2 separate regions of the Oryctolagus cuniculus genome follow, and region 1 is linked to region 2. A link is a contact called in public Micro-C data. All regions are on one chromosome and are shown on one strand. Each heading gives the region's core, a stretch centred on a gene start, on an enhancer-like site or on the middle of the called end of the contact. The rest is flanking DNA. Distances are from core to core; before and after follow the strand shown.

The links. Hi-C and Micro-C count contacts between places; a contact is called where the count stands out from the background.
Region 1: a contact with region 2 is called in a Micro-C map of ear pinna, with 5 times the contacts expected there. The contact joins the promoter of MMADHC here to the promoter of RND3 in region 2. A contact is called at or near these places in 5 of 6 Hi-C or Micro-C datasets (ear pinna, embryonic fibroblasts, liver and 2 more).

The regions. Positions count from the first base shown.
Region 1 is chr3:92,554,760-92,557,459 of mOryCun1.1, reverse strand. MMADHC (metabolism of cobalamin associated D) reads right to left here and starts at 1,442. Exons shown (of 8, transcript XM_002712155.5): 1 at 1,308-1,442; 2 at 790-848. The coding sequence starts at 798. The region is part of intron 1 of LOC138848997 (a long non-coding RNA gene); the gene reads right to left. It overlaps LOC103348757 (a long non-coding RNA gene), which reads left to right and starts at 1,360. Exons shown (of 3, transcript XR_007920401.2): 1 at 1,360-1,500.
Region 2 is chr3:91,564,745-91,567,573 of mOryCun1.1, reverse strand. RND3 (Rho family GTPase 3) reads right to left here and starts at 1,559. Exons shown (of 5, transcript XM_002712156.5): 1 at 1,027-1,559; 2 at 483-570. The coding sequence starts at 1,176.

The sequences.
Region 1 (2,700 bases), core at 193-2,692, 990 kb before region 2:
TAATGTTCCTAACACAAATCATAACTTAAAGAATAAACCTTAAATTACCGAGTCTAGCACTCAAAGGTATTAGTTTGTCCCCACTTCACAATCCAACCTTCCCTTTCCATTAATCGTTTTCACACATCTTTTATTTGAGAAGGCAGAATGACTTCTTAATATTTGAAGCGCGTTCTCTAAATATGCCCCCTAGTTTCCTCACCTACACCTTCACTCTCTCAAGTGCCATCCATTTTCAAAACTCAAGTTAAAAGCTCTGACCACTAAATGATCCCAACTCCCTGCTATCCCCTCTCCACAAAGCTCTGAATCTGCTTTTTACTTTTTCAAAGCTTTGTAAATGGCACGACTGTACTCTTTCTACACCTGTTTTCCTATGTTTCATGTGCCCTTATTACATGAACGCCTACGGCAGGATCTTTCACTCACATGAATAGTATGTGCTCTTGCTCTCATTTTGTGGAATCTGAAAGGTCATTTCTTATACTGAAACTGCTACAGAGAAAAAGGGGCTTAAATATTCTAATCTACTGAAACAATGTCTTTAAAAAATATGGAAGGGGTACTTGCACTGAGTTTCTATATAAACCTGAAATTAGAGAAGTGCACACGCATTTAAAAGAATGTGCTCAAGTTACCTCCAAACATAACAAGGATTTCACACTTCTTGCTATCCTGGCATTTTTGAAACCTTCAGTAGAACATGACCCCGCCAACGCCATCATAATCCCTCCCTTTCCTAAGAAGTTCCCAAACCAGATGACCGATTTTAAGGGACTATTTACTCACATTGGCCATATCTGGCAGAGCAGGCAGACGCAAAGGCTCCCCTGTTTGTAAAGTTACTCCTGGGAAAGGACAAAACAAAACAGGTTCGTGACAGACTGAACTCTTAACACGGGCGGCTCGGGTAAGGTCCACGATTTCCTCCTCCGTGTGCCTCGCCCACCGCAGGACCAAAGTCTGAGCTCAACCCGGACCCAACGAGGAGGTGGCCAGGACCCGTCCCCCGCCCTCAGGAGGCTGCGCAGAGCGCCCGCCCGGCGGCGGCGGCTCGCCTCGGACTCGGACCCGCCAGGCCGGAGTCCTGAGGGCCGAAGCAAGTGTTTGAACACAGATCCGGGTCGTGTGGCGACAGCTCCCAGCTGTTCGGACCGAGCTGAGGGCGTGAGAAAGAAGGGAGCCTAAAAGTAGGGTGACAGGACGACTAGGGCCTCGTAGGCATGGGGGCAATACCCAGGGCTCTGGCCCGAAGGCAGGGGAATGTGGAGAGGCTAACGCGAGAGGAAGCCGGCCGCACCACTCACCACCGCCGCCTCCACCTGCCCCAGAACCAGACTCTTCCCGCCGTGGAAATGGCGGCGGCGAATACAGCGACAGCAGCGACTACGCCGGCAGCGGCCAGGCTAAACTAGTCACTTTCGAGCGCATCGATGAGAAGGATCGTCGAGTCGGTGATGCGCACGCGTGTCACGTAGGCCTACGTGGCGCTGACTTTCGGTAGGATGCTCCCGGGCAGACGACGTGGGAGGAGGAAAGGTGGGGTGGAGAGGGCTACAGAGCTTGCTCCTTGACTCCTTGAACCCCTTTCAGAATTCCTCTCACCGCAAACTTTTCTGATTGCCTCCAGGAGGCGCAGTTTCCTGTTTTTCTGTCAGAATCGCGTACTTCATTGACCTGGACCCTGGGTTGTGAGCTAATGGTCATTTCTGTTCCAGGAGCCTTCCTGAATTCCCTGTCACATTTACTTGCCGTGGCTCCACGGACTCTAAACTGTGACAGTTCTTCAGACCTCCCCCACACCCCCCAGTAATCTTTACAGTTTTGAAACATCGTCTTCAGGCATTTTGTCAAAAGTCCCTCCCCTCGGGTTTACCTGACCTGTTTCTCATGATGGACTGAGGTGGCGGATTTTTGAGTGCGGAGATACAGCGCCCCTCTCAGCACAACGTATCAGAGACTTATCATTATGATAACAACACTACTGGCTTACCGTTGTTGGTGCTAACTTTCGTCGCTTAGTGCTTGTTCAGTTTCCGCACTGTGAAGTTTCTCTTTCTCCCAGCCTGTTCCGTGACACCCTTTGGAAGGATGTCCATGTGCGTTCCCAGTTGTAGGAGTGGGAAGTTAGGCTCACCCTCTTCTGAGGGCAGTGTATCTTCACAATGATTTGAAACACCTCTGCATGAGAGAGTTGGCTGTTTTCCTCATTTACGTATTCTTTTGTTTGTGTCAGTATCATTTGACATCTCAAAGGCCCTCTCAGAAAATTGTCGCTGCCCAACACTCCGCATGGTGCACATTTATTTCCTCTTTTCCTTTCCATCCTAGAAATTAGCTTGTCAAAATAGAATGGAAAGCAAAAATGCTTCTTCTCAAATTGTCTTTTTTTTTTTAAACTGGTGCTTTTTAATGCTGAGGATTTATTGTTCTAAAGTTGGTGAGTGACTAAGTCATTATACTCAAGCTGAGAGGTGGGAGAGAAATGAGTGTTTTCTCAGAGAAAATATCAGATACACAGCAAGAAAAGGAAGAGAGGAGCTCTTTTTCTTTGTTGGTCTCTTATCAAAATCTGGATGTCAGGTCCTTCAGGAATGGAATTTGCAGAAAAGCTCCAAAGAAATTGGTCATTTGGGGCCTTTACATTGCAAACATAAGTGACATAAAATAAAATTATTTCCACTTTGACTATGACCTTGT
Region 2 (2,829 bases), core at 310-2,809:
TTACTCTTCCCCCCAGCGCGGAATCTGCACGCAATCGCGTGGCTCAGGGGATTTTCTCCCACCTCCCACCACCCGCGCCGTGCTTCCCGCCTCCTTGCCAGCCCGCCGGTTGCATCCAGGAGGGGCGCCCGCCGCGAGACGGGCGGTTCCTCTGGGCGCACGCACAACCTCGGCATCAGGCCGCCTTGGCCGCCCCGCGAGCAGACCACGCCAGGCCACCCGGCGACCAGCGGCTCGCACCGCGGGGTCACCCTGCGGGCGCGCAGCGTCCTCCTGTCCCCACCGCCAACCCTTTCCCCACTGTCGCCCCCCGCCCCCACCCAAAAAAGCGGAGACCGTGGGAACTCCTTGGAGGGGGCCAAGGTACCGGACGGGTGCAGCGGGTTTAGGGCGTGCGGGGCCCCGAGACCCGCCGCGCACCCCCACCCCGCCCCAGCGGCTGGAAGCCCGCCCCAAGCGCCACGCGGTCTGGCGACTCTTACCAGAAGTGTCCCATAGGCTCAACTCTATTCTTTGTGTGTCGATTTCAAAACTGGCTGTGTAATTCTCAAACACCGTGGGCACATAATTCTGAACAAAAAAAAAAAAAAGAGAGAGAGATGGTAGGAAAGAGGGCAAAGAGGTTACCTTCAAACGCATGGCACTCATTGAACACCCTCTGGAAATCACTCCCCGCTCCCCAATTTAAAATAAAAATAAAAACACCTGGCACACATCAGACTACAACGCGCGGACGCTTCCCGGACCCCTGCCCGACTGCCCACTTGGCCGCACCCGGCTCTCAGAGACGCTCCGACCCGGAGCTCCGGCACGCAGAAACCAACAAGTTTCGGGAGCGAACGGCCCCGTGTGCGGCCGCGTCCGGACCCTAAACGCTTCCAGCGCACTTTCCCTTTCCGAACACTCTCACCAGGATTAAGTAGTAAGGGGCGAGGAAGACGACTTTCAAAGGGAAAAACGCGCGGAGGGAAGAAGCGAAGGGAAGCCCGCCTGGAGACCGGGGTCCCGGGGACCGGCGCCACTCACCTCGGGGAAGCAGTCCTTGGCAAAGACGTGCAGCAGCGCGGTTTTCCCACACTGGCTGTCTCCCACCACTACTATCTTGCATTTCACGTTCTGATTAGGATCCATGATAGATTTACTAGATAATTTCTGGCTAGCTCTTCTCTCCTTCATTGATGTTGCCTTATTTTCTCTTGGAACAGAAATTTTCTCTTAAGAAGAAAAAATATATATTTCTCTTTATATAAAAGGCAGATATAAAAATAAATCGCAAGGCCAGTGGGAGCCCCTGAAGCGCAGCGCAGCCACGGAGAGCGAGAGGGGCAGGCTCCTTGCTCCCCTCCAACAAGTTTTATGCCTGACTCCACACCGCGCCTCCCAAGTCCAATTCCGATCCGACTGCTTTGTTTCACGCTCTCTGCGCGGCTTTATACGCCCGGCCTTCCAATCCCCTTCTTTCTCAATGGGAGAAGGAAACCGATCCGCCTCCTCCCCTTTTATGGAGCCTGGGAGCGAGCGCCGGCGCGCTGCTTGTGGAAAATGTTAGTAGTGCGCCCTCTAGGGTGACGGTGCGGGACCTCTTTGCAAACAAGGCTGGGGCAGGCAGCGAGGACGTCTTGCTGAGGGGTGTAGGGGCAGGATAAAGCCAGGAGGAGGTGGGCAGCTGAGCCTATTGATTTGTATTAGAATGCCTTTCAGATTGTTTCCACGGAGGCTGATCCGCAGCGCCCTCAGGAACATTTGTGAAAACACGCATCGTATTTCCCGCCGAGTCCAAGCATCCTTAGAAAGCATGGGAAGCAAATACTTGGGTGGGCAAGGGTTAAGTTTTTTTCTTTTTCTGCCTTTTTTTTTTTTAAGTTTGTATCAGGGACACAGGCTATAGAACAATAGCCGTGCCAGGTTATTTCTTGCCCGCCTCACAATAAGAGACTGGTGTTTGAAACTTGTCCCTTTCAGTCGTTCAGGCGGAGGCAGGAAGGTTTAGAGGAGGTAGGAGGGGAAAGGGAAGAGAAGTGAAAGATAGCTGAGAGTGACAAACTCAACGCACTGTACTGGGGACCCAAACACACAACACTGGGCCAATTGCACCTCCCACTGGTCCTCCTACCCTTGCAGAGAGGATACTGGGGTGGTGGGGAAGGGGGTTTTAATACTGCCTTTCAACTCCTTTATCTTAGGCTCCCCCTCCCTGGACAAGAAAGCACTCCTGGCTGAACTCTGAAGGGGCAAATATCCTCAGCTGAAGACAGCTAGCAAAATCCCCCTCGACCTGTCTGTCCTTCCCCCAACCATGTGGATCCATGCCCCCAGCCCTTTCCTGCTCCCTCCCCCGAACAGGAGCCTTACAAAGGACCAGAAAGAGCCTACATGTTTCTTTTTCTTATGCCAACTTTCCTATAAGAAGTCATTCTTCTTTTCTTCATCTCCTTTAGTCCAAATGGTCAGGGAATTTCAATTACTAAATTGTCGTGAAGAGGCAGGCATTGTGGCAGCAAAGGGTTAAGCTGCGGCTTGGGCGCTCACATACCATATCAGAGCATTTGGGACAAATTCCCACTGCACTTTCAATCTGACTTCCTGCTAATGTGCCTAGGAGGCAGCAGATGAGGACCCAAATATTTGGGTCCCTGCCAACCCACATGGGAGACCAAGATGGAGTCCCAGGTTCATGCCTTGTTCCTGGCCCAGTCCTTGCTGTCACAGGCATTTAAGGAGTGAAACAATGGAGGATGGAAGATATCTCTCCTTTCTCTGTCACTCTGTCTTAAAGTAAATAAATCAATAAATGTTATTTAAAAAATTATACTGAGGATATTGACCAAA